Linked DNA regions of Mus musculus: all the other regions are linked to region 3. The links are chromatin contacts, called in public Hi-C, HiChIP or PLAC-seq and promoter capture Hi-C maps. All regions are on one chromosome and are shown on one strand. Each heading gives the region's core, a stretch centred on a gene start, on an enhancer-like site or on the middle of the called end of the contact. The rest is flanking DNA. Distances are from core to core; before and after follow the strand shown. Region 1 overlaps Gm30605 (predicted gene, 30605). Region 2 holds the start of Gypa (glycophorin A). Region 3 holds the start of Hhip (Hedgehog-interacting protein). Region 4 holds the start of Anapc10 (anaphase promoting complex subunit 10).

Region 1 (3,687 bases), core at 1,075-3,574, 260 kb before region 3:
GCAATGTCCACAAAGAACATAGAATGGCTCTAAATGGATCAGCACAGCTCTGACTCGTGATCGTTTTAGAGGATAACAAGATGCTCAAAGGTGAATCAGGCTTTAGTAAGCCATTAAGTTCTGGGTATTACACAGATGTACTTTTCAGAGTGCTTTGGGACATGATCTGGAGTATAGGAGCTGATGAATGTTAGGAGGAGATGAAAATTATCAATCAGAACCTCAAAAAATGCTATATATATATATATATATATATATATATATATATATTCTGGAAACTGAACACTAAATGGCAAACCAAACTCTCAGATTCCCCAGAGTCTGTCATTCATACACACACACATACACACACACACACACACACACACACACACACACACACACATATATATATATATATATATATATATATATATATATATATGAGACAAATTCTGTCTGGCACAAGGATCATTTCTGGTGGTTTTCAGTTGATTTAAGCTGCAAATGCTGGACAACCGAGTAATGTAGCTTTTTATTTGTTTGTTTGTTTTAATACATACACATATATGTATGTATACACACACACAAACATATGCATACAAACACATAATTTTCCATGGAGTTAAGCATATGATTACTGAAAAGTTACTGAATAGTGCACATTTTCTATGTACTCCTTCTGTATGGAGAGTTCTAAAAGTCATAGCTCTTGTAACCAGTTATGCTATATTGATCCAAACTAAGAGAACAACACTAGGACACTTCTGGAAACTAAATGCTAAATGGCAAGCCATACTCAGATTCTCCAGGGTCTGTCCTAAGGTTCTTCTCTGGTTCAAAGAATTGATCCAGGATATTATAATAAACTGTATTGAGGTTCGTCTTGGTTTTAAGTGAAGTCTTTCTCAGGACTCAGTTGATGCCCTACTGATACATCACCACTTTTGTAAAGAAGACCTCCTCTTTGGGTTCTGTAATATGCAGAGAAGAGGGTAGACAGCGGGTGGAGAGGGAAGAAGGGAGTACCCCTGATGGTTTTATTTTTGAATCTACCTGCAGAATGAGTCAGAAAAGTGGTTTTCCTGACCTGCCTATCTTCTCAGGCCTGAGGGGGGGAAAGGTCAAGTACTCTCTCTTGATGACTTTGTTAATCTCTAGAGACTCAATGGCTATTCACCCGGATCAGCCCTGGGTTACTATTTACATGTCTCAGTTGGGAAAAATGAAGGCCTGCCTTGCAGAATAACTGCTTAGGAGCACAGAAGCAAATCTCACACATAGGACCAAGCTGAAGGCTTTAAAGGAGACAGATACAACTCAGACTTGAAGCCCAGCACAGTGATGAGACTTGTTAGAAGAAAGGGTGGTTTGCCAAGATGGCAAGAAAATATTGTGTGTATGTATATGCCCACGCACAAGTTCGTGTGTGTCTACATGTGTGTGTAGGTATATGTATATATGTGTTTACAGAAGGCACAGGACTTTATGAAATGCCTTCCTCAGCCTGTCTCCTTCTTTCATGAGACAGGTCTCACAAGGTCTCTCACTGCACCCAGAACTTGAGCATTGTCTAGATTGGCTGGCCAGGAAACCCCAGGGATTCTCTGTTTCTCTCTTCTATGTGCTGCTCTCACAGATGCACGCCTCCACATCAGCCCTTTTAACATGGATGTTGGGGTTTAGAACTCAGGTCTCAGTCCGTGCATGACAAGTACTTTACTGACTGAACCATCTCCCTATTCCCCTCTACCCCAAGAAAATGTTTCTGCAAAGAAATATTTAGAACAGAAACTGAACATGAAGGCTCTCGGTGTGTTTGGGAAGGTGAGAAGGTGTCCCAACCCCCACAATTGACAAATCCCGGCTGGCACAAGGATCATTTCTGGTGATTTTCATTTGATTTAAGCTGCATTACTCGGACAACCGAGTAATGTAGCTTATTTGTTTGTTTGTTTTAATGCATATGAGATCTGCAAGCCAGTGCCTTGCTGGGTGCTCTCTCTGGATCTTGAGGTCTAAACTGTCTTGGATGGAGGAACATTCAGAGAGAGTTAGCTGCATTTTGGACCCAGGATCCTGAGCTACAGACATCAAAGTGAGCGGCTTCTCCGTTCTGCACCAGCAGACGTGCTGGAGGTTGAACGGCAGGTATTACAGCCCGGTAATGATCATTCATCTTAGTCACAATCGCAAAGAGCTTTCCATGCCTCCCTCCCTCCTCGTGCCTCCCTTGCCTCCTCCGTTCAACCCCTTCCCTCACAATCCACACGAAGCAAAATGTGCTCATTCCTTTGCCCCAGTAATGCCAGCAATGATGCTGTTGGGGGCGGGGCAGGGTTCTCGGATCAAAGAAGCCTCTCGAGCAGTGCCCTGTGTGGGAAAGGAGCCTCACTCCCCAGCCTGCCTCTCTTACTTTCTCTCTCCACACCAGGCATTCTTTTATCGGTTCAAATTAACATTAAAGAACAATAACCAAGTGATTCAGGACTGCAACCCGACAAACAAACAAACCAAAACCTGGGATCCTTCCACAATAAAACTCCATAGAATGCAAGAAACTGGCACATTTTAAAATGACTCTTTATTAACAGAGGAAAAGAAAAAAAAATCATATGAGGTAAATCCTTCACCAAGCAACTCACCAGGGAGCCTGGTAAAAATAAATTGCACAGCCTTAATTTTTCTAGCAGCTTCCATGCTAATTCTTTGAAACTGAGTACGAAGCCCTTGGCCTAATCCCAAGAGCCGCGCTATAGTAAATAGTGCACATTTAATGCCGAGGTTCCTTTTAGCACCATTCAGACAGTGACTTCAGCTGCACAGCTTAGTCATAGCAGACATTTTTGTGGTGAAAGCATTAAACCCACATGCAGCTCTTTTTCTGTGGTCACTGGGGGTCATGCTCCTTCCCCATTAGCTGAATAAATCATAAAGTCGGCTTGGACCACCCAAGGAGCACGGCCAGCATGCCGCAGGCAGTGCCTACAGCTTGCTATTTCTTTTCAGAATCTACAGGGGGAAAAAAAAGAAGCAGAAAAAGAAAAACAAGGTGGAAAACACACACACACACACACACACACACACACACACACACACACACACAGACTGGCCATAGGAAAACATTTTCTTTTAAATTGCAATATCTTTGCAAATAATTTTTTTTCTTGTATAGTTTTTTTTAAATCTATGTTGTTAAAAACAAAAGAAGCTTAAGAAGAAAGTTAGTTGAAAAACTAAAGCCACACGCATGCCTCCTGTCATAAACTACAGTTGGACGGATTTTATTGTTGTTGTTTTCTGTTGATTTTAAATTAAGGGAGCCCACCCTGTGTGGCCGGCCTCTGATAAGACACATAGCAGATGCAACGGGGGAGCTGTGCATCCGGCAAACTGACAAGGCCAAAGGGATTTAACAAGGAAGCCACCGTGTTGTCTAATGTCCCCTGTGTCAAGTGATTCACTCCTTCAGGGGTGGGGGCGGTGGACTGGGAGGAAGGTCTTGCAGGCCCCATTCCCATCCGTCAGTAAATAAGATAAGAAACAGGAATTTTAAACACAACTATTAGCAGGCAACTGCTATCACTTCAACAAACCACAGCTCCTTAGGCTGAGCAGTTTCTTCAAGGGGACAAGAGGGGGGCCAGAGGAAGACATCGATGCTTTTATCGAGCGCATGAGCATTTAAAAAAGTGCACTGACTCAGAA
Region 2 (3,725 bases), core at 672-3,171, 440 kb before region 3:
GCAACAGGTATTCTTTAAAAAAAGAAAAAAAGTTCTGAGGATGTGGAATAAAAGTAAACTTTATAAAGAAGTCACTGTCGCAACATTGTGGAGACCCCAAACATATTACACAGTCAGTCATTCTATCCGTGGCTATATATTGAAAGGGTGTGAAATGAGCACCCAAAGATACCTGATATCCACATGTTCTGCTGATCACAGCTCTAGTCGGGTGGACTGAAATACAAAGGCAGCCAGGGACCTCACATGATACAGAGACATCATGGTGTACTACTATGGCTAGTCATGGCTACCATAGCGAGCACCTATTTTAATGGTACTTAGCTCAGCCCTTATGCGGTTATTACGAGATCAGTATCAGCATTGCCTGCATTTTATAGATGAGGCCAAGATAGGGCCAATGATTTGCCTCAGGTATACCAGACTTAGATTTGAATTCACTTCTGTTTCTTGTGCCCGTGTTCCTTTTTTTTTTTTTTAGCAATCTCTTTTTTTCTTCTTCTTTTTTTAATTAGGTATTTTCCTCGTTTACATTTTCAATGCTATCCCAAAGGTCCCCCATACCCACCCCCCCAATCCCCTACCCACCCACTCCCCCTTTTTGGCCCTGGCGTTCCCCTGTACTGGGGCATATAAAGTTTGCAAGTCCAATGGGCCTCTCTTTGCAGTGATGGCCGACTAGGCCATCTTTTGATACATATGCAGCTAAAGACAAGAGCTCCCGGGTACTGGTTAGTTCATATTGTTGTTCCACCTATAGGGTTGCAGTTCCCTTTAGCTCCTTGGGTAATTTCTCTAGCTCCTCCACTGGGGGCCGTGTGACCCATCCAATAGCTGACTGTGATCATCCACTTCTGTGTTTACTAGGCCCCACATTGTGCCCGTGTTCCTAACGCTTGCCTCATACCCTCTGCCAGGGAGACTGAATCTCACCCAGTGTCCTACAGAGAGCTCAGCACTTCTCTGCTGTCCACCCTGACTCAGGCCGTAGCTGTGCCATGGATGAAATATGCTCCCCCCCCCCTCGCCTGGGCTATGTGTTTCTAACACAGAGTCACTCACTGTGTTTGAGAGAACATGGCTTAAAATATCCTCAGGAGGCCAAAAGTAAGGCTACTTTAAAATATTTTATTTTATATTATATTATATTTATTTTATTTTATATTATATTTATTTTATTATATCAATTTATCTTAATAATTTTTAAAATTTAAATTTCGATTAAAATTTTAAAAATATTAAATTAAAATTTTAATTATTTTAATAAATTAAATTATTTTAATAAATTAAATTAAATTATATTAATTTATTTTAAAAACATATTACTTTGGATTCAGCCCAGCCATAGAGCAATTAGAAAGGTTTTTGTGGTTATTGTTGTTTTTGTTGTTGTTTTCTTAGTAACAGTAGTAACAGTTCCACAAAGAGAAACCCCTCAGTTTCATGCTGACAGCTTGTCTCCTCTCAGCAGGAGAAACTGGTTATACTAGTTTTGAAAAAGAAAGGGCATAAGTCTACCCTAACCTTCACCAGTTAACCTTAGCTTAGAAATAAGTCTCTTCATAGCCCCAAGCGAAGTAACATGGTTATTTATGTAACGATATTACTTACACTTGATACAAGTTTACTGCTATCTAGGGTTAGAATCAAAGGCATTTCTTAGACTGGGGAACTGCTATTCAGGCACAAATGGTTGTGGGCTGCAGTGTGCCACTCCTGTCCCTAGCTGAATCCTATTTAAACACACCCTCCAGACTGAAACTGAATGTACTACTCAGTCATTGGTTCAGTTAAGTAAGAAAACCAGCATTGGGGCAATTCATAGTTTAAATAAGTCATCGAGAATAAAATATCATCAAGCTGAAAATATTCACTCACCTGATGTTGTCACAGCAGCTGTGCTCTCGGTCATACTGGGAGTGTCTGTCAGCCTTAGGAAGGCCTTGCCTACCTCCTGGTATCTCTCAGGCCCACCTTCCCGGGGCCTCTATCCGTTGACACACATTGGCTAGCATTTAAATGATGCAACATTATTTAGTGTCTGTTAATAAAGATAACTAGAGGTCTGCATAACTGCGAGGACCAGAGTGGAATTAAAATCTTTGTTCCAAAGAATTGCCTGCTGTGTTAAATTTACTTCATGTAAACGAAGTGAGCACCACAAGGCAGCACCAAGGACCACTCAACTGGACATAGAGACTGCAGAGGTCAGGGCAGGCGCTGGACTTGGAGAGTAGGAGTGTTTCTAATGCGGGGGTCCCTATGATCCCTTAAGAAAGTGGCTTCTTGTGTACGAACTGCATGCATTGAAAACTTTACACAATGTTTGCGAACTCTGAGGTTTGAAAGGCTGTCAAGCTCGTGACAGCTCAAAGAGTAATGAAAGAAACGTGAGTCGGGAGAAATCTTCCAGGAAAGTGGAATTCGAACTGAACTGCAGTGTCCGTGTGGCTATAAAAGCAGTTACGTGCTTTACAATGCTTTAAAATGCTCTGTTGCTCAGTGACCGTGAGGCAATCCCCAAATAACAAAAGTAAACGCTAGAAAACAAGACCAGGCAAACCCCAGTCACCCTGAAAGCATAAAGGGAGTGTGTGTAGCGCTGAGCAGAAGCAGGAAGCCCGACCACAGCGGAGACAAACTCCAGGCAGATACCGGCTTGGGCTCAGGACATAGGAGAAGAGTAGCTTTGATTCGAAAGTCTTTGGAAATCAGCCCTTATTAAGCTGCGGAGCGGGAGCTGACCACCAGCTAATAGAGAATTGCGGTTCTTTCTGGTGTCCTTGATGCGTCCTCCCCTCCCCCCCCGCCCCCGAATTTAAAGAAATGCAAAAGCTGGTGGCTTCTCAGGTTGAAAATTCGAGTGTGTGGAAATGGAGACACGTGGCGACCTCTAGTGGCTGTTCTGCATAATAGAAACGAAATGTGGAAACAAAACAAAACAAGAAAACACAACTGGAGAAAACATCAAGTCTTTCCCTTCCTCTTCGTTGTCCAGGAGTATCATCAGGTCGTATCTATGACTTACATCCCACAAATGTGTCAGGCAAGCACAACTGTGTTTTGAGAATTTTGAGCCAGCGTCTGAAGATTAAACAATTGTGTTTGAGACATGCAATCTGACAGAGATCTCATCAGGTTGGTTCTGTATGTGCTTGGCTACTTTTCTCTAAGTAGTATTGGGCCAGTCACTGCAGCGCCATGCAGAAACACAAGCTACGATGTTGGAGAGGAGGAAAATAGTTTGGATCCTTGAGCTCTGTCCGACGTCTATCGTCCTTGTTTTAGCCGTTCATTTCTGCCTACGAGTATCTGCCAGCTACCTCTGCTTCAGATGATTGCTACAGGTGATTCCTGCCGATCTCAACAGGAGGGCGAGACTTTTATGGTTTTTTTTTTCCCACGGGAGTTCGCACCTTGTCTCTGTGTTCCTATAGAATGTTCAAACTACTTCCTGTTTTATTTTCTTCATCCAAATGCTTTTTTAAACTTAAGGAAACGCAAGATTATACACATATGACACTCAAAATGACCCACTTGGGGAGGAAGGGGGCAGACGCAAGAGCCAAGGAGTGGACAAGTTTGCAACATAGCCCATGCTTATTCCCATAGGAAGCTGTGAGATTTCTTTAAGGATGAATTTATTCATCATTGATCAAAAGGAGGTATACTTCAATTAAAAAACAGGGTATTAAATGGAAAAAAAACAAGATTATTCTTTGTTT
Region 3 (3,564 bases), core at 479-2,978:
AAACCCATGTAGACGTGTTCTGGGATCTGAATTACATGGAATTATGCCAGAAGCTTGTTTTTGATAGAACTCATATCAAGAGCTTCAAAAGTGAGACTTTTCAAAGTCTTAAAATCCTTAGTGTGATGTATTTGATATCCAAAGACTTGTAGGCAGAATGAATGTTAGCCACGGAAACCAGAGTAGTTTTCCCAGTAACAGGTCCACAGTGATGCAGGGCAGTCGTGGGGGTGGGGGGGGGGGGCGGGCATTTGCTTAAGCTGGGGGCTAGGCCAAATGTCTCTGCAGGCTTTAGGTTTATTCTAACAGGACACTTCTTTTGCTTTAGAAACTCCTAACTTCACACATAAAATGTAATCCAGCATCCAGGGACGAGGCTCACCCAGCCTCTGATAGCACTTGAAACGCCATCAGTTACCAGCTTCATCCTCCACCAACTTTCACTGGGGCTTCATGAAATCTGTTTCCAAATATGGTGAACATTCCTCTATTGCCAAAATGGGAAAAACAGCCTTATCCCCTCATCAGAAGCCATCTACAAGGAAATCAGCTTCCCTATGAAGTTCCCAAATAGAAAAAAAAAAAAAAAAAAAAAGCACATTTCACATTCCGTGTGCAGCTCCTGGGAGGTTTGTCCCAATGCCACGGGGCTCCAGTAAACGTGAAATCATAGCTCTTAATAATATGGACATCTTTCTAGAAATGCTCTAAGCAGAACTTGTCCAGTTAGGGAAAAGGGAAATTTATTTGTACTTATAGAGTTATGTGGTGCTTGTATTTCTATACTTTACATAGGAGATTAAATTCTTCCTCTTCTATATTTGCACACCAGAAAGTTTGTGCCCAGGGGTGTGTGCGTAACATGTACTTTATAAATGCACACAGTACAGCCAGTTTGAGATATCTACAGGTGTCTTCCAGACGACTTAGTCTGGGTGTACAGGTGGTCCCTTTAGGCCATCTTGCATAAGCCTGGAGAAGGACTCAGATTCAGCCCTCTCTGGGATACCCAACCCTTCTAAGCACATGTGTCTCTGTGCCCACTGCAGTACCTCCAAGAACTTCAGTGAGGACCTGTGGGTGGCCCTTTGCAAAAGTCTCCAAACCACCTCAGCCTACACAGAAACTTGCAGCATCTGGGTTCTTTCTCCTCTCTTAATCTCCAGGATCACTGAAGACCAGCAGCATTTGTCTATGCCTGCCAGAGAGGGAAAGGCACCGACAAGCTCCCAGACGCCAGCTCCAGCCCACTGACTGAGTCCATCCCTCCCTGGGCTGAGGGAACCAGACCTGGTGGGCAAAGCCAGGCAAAGATTCCTCCCTTCTCACCTCTCCTTGTCCCCCTTTACTCACACCATCTGGGAGCATCAGCCCCATCTTCTTGAGTGGCAGCAACGTACTTTCCTCCCAGGCTGGGCATCAATGGCCAGGCCACCCCCACCCCGGCACCGTTGCGTTCCAGGTTCCGAGCCCCAGAGGCTGGCTCGGAGGGCTCCCTCGTCCGTGTCCCCCCCCCCCGGCCCCCCCCCCCCCCCGGCTCCTCCGTCCCCGCCCCGTCGCAGCCGGAGGCCACCCTGGGCCCCGGCGAGCGCTAGCTCCTGGGCCGCCCCCTCCTCTCTCCCCCATCCCAGGCGGGGGCGCGCGAGCGGCGGTGACGTCAAGGGGCGCGCGGTGGCAGCACCTCCCCGCGCGCTAGTTAAAAAGAAGAAGAAAAGAGGGAGCGAAACATGAGAGGCTGTGTGAGAAGCTGCAGCCGCCGGCAGAGGAGACCTCAGCATCCTCGGGAGCCCAGCGCCAACCCTGCCTCCGCCCGGCCCGCTGCCACCACCGCCGCCCTTTCGGTTCCTGCTACTGTCTCACCTAAACAACTCCCATTCAGCGGACAAGCGAAGTTCTATGACTCTCTTCTCCTCTCCTTCCTCCTCTTCTTCCAACTCCTTCTCCTCCCACTTCCCAACCGCTGTGGAAAGCCCCTAACCCAACAGACGCTGGCAAGGCTGCGGACAAGTGTCATCTGCACTTTATCTTGCTGCTCCTACTGCCCTAAGGCAAAGTTGCATAGCTCTACATCTTTCTTTCCCAGCCACCTCCCTCTGCCCCCAAGAGCGTCCCGCCGCCCCGCAGCACTCTCCTGGAGCTGCGCCCTAGTGCCCCTGCTGGGCAGTGGCCTTTCCCCCACCCCATCCTCCCGCGTCCTGCCCTTGCTGCTCCGGGCAGACGATGCTGAAGATGCTCTCGTTTAAGCTGCTACTGCTGGCCGTGGCTCTGGGCTTCTTTGAAGGAGATGCGAAGTTTGGGGAAAGGAACGAGGGGAGCGGAGCGAGAAGGAGACGGTGCCTGAATGGGAACCCCCCAAAGCGCCTAAAGAGAAGGGACAGGCGGGTGATGTCCCAGCTGGAGCTGCTCAGTGGAGGAGAGATCCTGTGTGGTGGCTTCTACCCACGAGTATCTTGCTGCCTGCAGAGTGACAGCCCTGGATTGGGGCGTCTGGAGAACAAGGTAGGCAGTCCCCTGCCTCGTACGTGTAGCTTGCTGAGATGCTGATAACTGCAAGAGAGTCCAAACCTAAGTAGTTGTGATAACTTTTCTAAGGTGATTAAGTGTTTTGGGTGTGTGTTCTCAGCAGTGTGCAGATAGATAGCTCTTCCTGCTCTGGAGTCGGTTGTGGGGATGCTGGTCAAACTTGCCTATCTATAGAGAGAGACTTTTTGTGGTACCCGCGTCCTGGTCTGAGCAAATATTTCAAAAGAATCGAGATTAGCTGTATTTTGGATCAAATGGAGCACTTGGTGAGGTGAAACTGTAAATTAGGGTGGCTGTGGTTTCCGGTTTACTTTTCTGGGGGCAAAAAAGATTTGTTCAGTTTTCTCCACGTGCTCTAACTAGCGAGCAGATTGAATTATAAAGGCTCTCCGGGCACTGTTGGTTTATGATCCTAAACCCAATCTGAAGGGTCTAGCGTGCATGACAATGTGTTAAGTCAGGAGAAGGGAACTCCTGGTACTGAAGAACTTGGGAGATTTTGCTGGACCTTCTTACTCGGTGGTTTGTCCTTCTTGTATCGTGGATCCAGGTTTTCACTGGTACTCCGTAGTCTAGGAGGATCTTGTCTGGAAACTTATATTTCTGAGTGATGACATATGAACTTCCCATGCATGATTAGCTTATCCAAGAAGTATCTGCCCCGAGTGCAAGAGGTCACTGGTCTTGATTCTGCATCAGATTTATTTTTACATGGGATGCTGTGCTGTGTGCTGTCTGTGGGATCCTGTCATTAACAATCACTGCACGGGGAGATAAACAATCAGGTGTCTCTGCTTCCCCTCTCTTTGCCCATTTTAGGTTTAATTAAGAATTCCTGTTACAAGCCTGCAGTTGTCAAGGTCTGAGAGACACTTGGAAAACTTGTGCTCCACTCTTGCTGGCCCAGGCACTAAAAAAAAAAAAAAAAAAAAAAAAATGCCCAAGCTGAATCTAATTTTTATGCTCAGTTCACGGTAGATTTCACCCTATTATCATGTAAACAGCTCCTGCGAATCAACATATGTGTCTGGGTGGTACCTC
Region 4 (4,027 bases), core at 1,205-3,704, 350 kb after region 3:
AAAATATATTAAAATTTAAACAATTTTTTAAATAATAAAAAAAAACTTTGCAAAGTTAACTGGGGCAGTGGAGGTGGGGGGCAGCTTAGCCTTTGCTAAGGCTGCTGTAAAGACTGGATGACCTAATATAGCTAGAATGGTACTTTGGCCAAAGGCAGCGTCACACCTGCCTGCTGCTACTGTGACCCTGTTGTCATCAGGACTCTACAATGGTAGCATTTCACACAGTCTGAATGTTTATAGGCTTAAGTACAGTTTGCTTTTCAGGTTCTCCTACATTGTACTCATGTGTTTCTCATGTTTGAGGTCTCAAAATTTGCCATTTTAATATTTCAGTTGCTGCTTTGAAATTAATTTTACACTAATCTTTTTAAAATTATTACAAAAAAATGCCTATCAAATTATAGGTTAGGTAAATGGGAAAAAACTACACATATAACCTACCATGACACATCCTAGCAAAAGACATAGACTCCAAGAAAACTCTTAGATGCTTCCAGAAAGGACAGCAAGCACCAAATGTGTATTAAATAACAACTACATAATACCAGAGATGGGAGAGGATCTTATGAAAAAGTTAAATCTAATACTAAATACTAGACATCTTATTGATATTAGTAATGTAGCTGGATAAAAATATGCAATAAATGAAAACTCAGTTCATTAAAATTGAAGTATCTGCACAAAAAGTACATTAAAGGTAGTCTAGTGCAGAAGAAAACTCTAAGTAGGCTATCCTTTAATCCCGGCACTCGAGAGGCAGAGGTTCTGAATTTAAGGCCAACCTGGTATACAGAGCAAGTTCCAGGATAGCCAGGGCTACACAGAGAAACCATGTCTCAGAGAAGAGAAGAGAAGAGAAGAGAAGAGAAGAGAAGAGAAGAGAAGATTGATTGTAAATAATGATTATCATAGTCTGGGGTTTTGTTTTGCTTACCTGGTTTGCAGGAAGAGAGTGACCAAACAGCCTGAGACCCAATTTCCCTGACTGTTGCTGTCCTCTCCAACTGCTTAGGATCAGCACCAGGAGGTGTCTTGTTCGGTGTGGTCATTTTTAAATTATTCTATAGAGAGACAAGCAATATACATTCTACCATGCCATGACAATCCTTCTGCAAAAATATAAAAACAGAATTTCAGTGCCCAGCGTTGTGGCACATATCTGTAATCCTAGTACTCAGGGAGGCAAAGGCTGCAGAAGCACAAGAATCTGAGTTCCAGGTCAACCTGGTCGACCACAGTGAGCTCCAGGACTACACAGAGATACCTGTTTGGTTTCAGACCCGGGACCAGGGAATGAGATGCATATTTTAAATACCAAAGCAGGACCTGGCTTCCAGGTTCTCCCAGCATCCCTCAGTCCCTATCTGGATATCCTGCCTGGAACCTTGAACTTTCCAGCCCAAGGGCTGGGCTGCCCTTCCCCCAGAGGTTTCTCCCTATATAAACCAGACGTTTTGGTCTCTCTTCCTGTTTTCCACTTCTTTCTCTGCGTGCACTCAACCCCTTCTCTCTTTCCTACCCCCCCCCCCCCCCCCCGCTTCCCCATGGAGATTTCCCTGGCCTTCGTCCTTGGGGCTAGTGAACTCGCCCATCTAAGATCAGCTTCCCAATAAACCTGCATTTAATATACTCTAATCTGGCTTAAACTGGCTAATTTCACTGACGGCAAAGAAATAAGCTATCAATACTCTGTCTACAGAAATATATCAAAAAAAAAAAATAAAGTAAAATTTCAATGGCAAAATAATCACTCATATTTCCTTCATCCTCCTTACCTTTTGTTAATCCTAGTAAATCTATGAAAAGTATGAAAAAAAAACTTCTTGGAGAGTGAAAACCATGTTAAATTGTTTCGGTGACTTTTATGGCTACTTTACACTATTGTAAATTATACTTATAATAAATTCCATAAAGTTCTGCTACAAGGCTAACATAACTATAGACCACCACCTTGACACGTCCCTTTGGATTCCAAACTATCCTTATAACCACCGCACAAACAATAATAATTTATAATTTACATAATCACAGAGACATACATTCCGTTAAAACATGAATACCATGCCATTGGAGATGTAGGGGGAGAGGGGCGGCCCATCTCGACACGGGAACAAAATTCAAAGAACAGCCAAGTAGATGAGACAAAACGCTAGGGAAGAAATGGGTTCCTGGCCTTAAACAGTAATACTGAAGGAGCTGAGAATTAGACTTGGGATCCTGCCTACCACCTCCGTCTTACCGGATTAGCAAGGCCCACAAAGCCTGAGGAGACAGCAAGCCTAACGCCGCCGAGACTAGGGAGAAGGGCTCTACCTGCGCCCGCTAGCACACAGTTCTCTAAACCGAGGGAGAGCCGCTGTCTTACACACCTGATTCGCCACAATTCCGGTTCTCAGGCCCCCGCCACTCCCACTGCGGCTCGACGATTCTAGGCTCCCTCAGTTCATTGGCGTCGCGGCGCAATGACGTCACCAACGTCATCACTCCCTCCAGGGCGCCGACTCTGCGCTCTGTCGCGCACGCGCACTATGCCCTCATGCCTTGCGCGAGGCGGCGGCTGTGCACCGCCATCTTTGCCGGTGGCGGTAAGAACACGCTGTGTGCTAAGACCTGACGGCTAGCGCTGCTTTGGCTACTGCACGCCCCGCTGTAAGGGGCCCGCTGTCTCCAGGTACGAGAATTCGCGGGAGAGGTTTGGTGTTAGGCGGCCGGCTGCCACCTTGGGAAGACTCTTAGGGACACAGTCGGAACGCCTGTAAGTTAGGCCTCAGTAGCGGAGACCGTAGCGCGTGGCAACCGGCTCCAGCTGCACATCTGGGACGCCGGAGCGTTCCGCGCGCGTCCGTTCGGCCATCCCGGCCTCAGGGCGTCTGTATTCCAGACACGGCCCGCTGCCACGAGAACGGTCGCAGATGCCATAGCCTCTGCTCGCCACCCTCCACTGCCCCTTCCCCCCACCCCCGCTCCCACCCTCAAGCTAACCCTTCTGTGGAGGACGCTCCGCACCCAGCAGATCCCCCAAGCTTCCCCTCACAGTCAGACGGCTATGTTGGCATTTGGTTGTAAGAAGTAATCCTTTTTTTTTTTTTTTAATAATTGTGGACTGACTCATAGCATCTTGCCGCCATGAAGTCCAGTGCTCCTAGTCCAGTCCCAGACTTTATGGAAATGATAGGCAAACGTTCTATCTTTCTCATAGAGCGACGTGTTCTCAGTTGGGACTGCGGTTAGTAGACCAAGTGAGTTTCCGAGTTGAGTGCCTGTCTTTAGGACTTCCGAGAAGCACTTTGTAGCACCCTGTCCTCTTCCCATTAGTGACTTAATCTCTTGTTTATTACCTCTTCGGCTTCTTGACATCAGGGATGCTGTCTTCAAAATGCCTTTAAATATCCTTTCTAGGCTTAATACATTGTAGGTATTTAGTATGTGTTGCAAATAAATGATGGTCAAAGGTGAATTTCTGAACCTCAAGAGCTACATAAGTATTTTCTCTATTTTGATGGTAAAAATGGTAACTAAGGAATAGCTGTCAAAAAGCTTTTATTGCTTTGCCCTTTCTTCCAAGGGACTACAAACTACGGAGTTAGAGTAACATTTGTATTGTAGCCTATGGTCCTGTATGCTGAAAGTAGTCACCCTGTGTCTGTCAGTTGATAATGTATTCACTATAATCAAAAAGCTTAAATATTTTTGAACCAAAATGTATTTAAGGTTTTATCTTTTCATAGCACTGCTTAGCTCACCTCTATAAATGAAACAACAAAGACAAAAATATGTTTCAGAAAAACATTCTAAGTGTTTTCAGATCTTTTTGTATTCCTAAAAGTTTTTCCTGTAATAATTCCTCTTCAGGTGTCTTTCTATTGGAAAGAAGGGAACTAACTCCATTTCCATAATTCTTGGAAATCGGGAGGTTGCACAAATTATGTTTACCTATGTAACCGTTATCCAAAGAATCTATATTTCTTTTTCTTAAATGTAAAATAATTTATTTTATTATTTAAATCAATTTAATTAGCCACCT

The links. Promoter capture Hi-C pulls out the DNA fragments that hold promoters and counts their contacts. A called contact is a pair of places that touch in the nucleus more often than the background predicts. HiChIP or PLAC-seq counts read pairs in DNA pulled down with a chosen protein or histone mark.
Region 1: a contact with region 3 is called in a Hi-C map of the HPC-7 cell line, with 1.8 times the contacts expected there. The contact joins the enhancer-like site here to the promoter of Hhip in region 3. A contact is called at or near these places in 8 of 39 promoter capture datasets (the 3T3-L1 cell line, the HPC-7 cell line, HPC-7-derived erythroid cells and 5 more), 6 of 484 Hi-C or Micro-C datasets (the HPC-7 cell line, embryonic fibroblasts, nephron progenitors and 2 more) and 3 of 115 datasets of contacts at active chromatin or transcription factors (astrocytes, embryonic forebrain and forebrain).
Region 2: a promoter capture Hi-C map of embryonic stem cells shows a contact between it and region 3, with 2.4 times the contacts expected there. The contact joins the promoter of Gypa here to the promoter of Hhip in region 3. A contact is called at or near these places in 19 of 39 promoter capture datasets (the 3T3-L1 cell line, the HPC-7 cell line, HPC-7-derived erythroid cells and 11 more), 1 of 15 datasets of contacts at CTCF or cohesin (large pre-B cells), 16 of 484 Hi-C or Micro-C datasets (LSK cells, bone marrow-derived macrophages, cortical neurons and 10 more), 17 of 115 datasets of contacts at active chromatin or transcription factors (acute myeloid leukemia, astrocytes, bone marrow-derived macrophages and 10 more) and 3 of 9 other capture datasets (adipose tissue, embryonic stem cells and macrophages).
Region 4: an H3K27ac HiChIP or PLAC-seq map of embryonic stem cells shows a contact between it and region 3, with 2.6 times the contacts expected there. The contact joins the promoter of Anapc10 here to the promoter of Hhip in region 3. A contact is called at or near these places in 3 of 39 promoter capture datasets (cranial neural crest, neural stem cells and stem cell-derived epiblast-like cells), 1 of 484 Hi-C or Micro-C datasets (nephron progenitors) and 6 of 115 datasets of contacts at active chromatin or transcription factors (embryonic stem cells, epiblast stem cells, neural tube and 1 more).

The regions. Positions count from the first base shown.
Region 1 is chr8:80,314,143-80,317,829 of GRCm38.p6, reverse strand. All of the region lies in intron 3 of Gm30605 (predicted gene, 30605), which reads left to right. Among named protein-coding and RNA genes, the nearest start is that of Gm39208, 31 kb to the right of the region's middle. RefSeq lists an enhancer at 2,379-3,485. Within about 2 kb of position 2,324, at least 145 of the 459 cell types and tissues checked have an H3K27ac peak or open chromatin away from gene starts, as enhancers often do. A contact at or near this core is called in the HPC-7 cell line, astrocytes, forebrain and 1 more, where this site is marked.
Region 2 is chr8:80,492,241-80,495,965 of GRCm38.p6, reverse strand. Gypa (glycophorin A) reads right to left here and starts at 1,921. Exons shown (of 8, transcript NM_010369.3): 1 at 1,879-1,921. The coding sequence starts at 1,912. RefSeq lists a cis regulatory region at 2,017-2,199.
Region 3 is chr8:80,056,172-80,059,735 of GRCm38.p6, reverse strand. It overlaps Hhip (Hedgehog-interacting protein), which reads left to right and starts at 1,728. Exons shown (of 13, transcript NM_020259.4): 1 at 1,728-2,499. The coding sequence starts at 2,221. RefSeq lists an enhancer at 3,260-3,564.
Region 4 is chr8:79,710,190-79,714,216 of GRCm38.p6, reverse strand. It overlaps Anapc10 (anaphase promoting complex subunit 10), which reads right to left and starts at 2,454. Exons shown (of 5, transcript NM_001357234.1): 1 at 2,373-2,454; 2 at 938-1,064. The coding sequence starts at 1,052. It overlaps Abce1 (ATP-binding cassette, sub-family E (OABP), member 1), which reads left to right and starts at 2,477. Exons shown (of 18, transcript NM_015751.2): 1 at 2,477-2,674.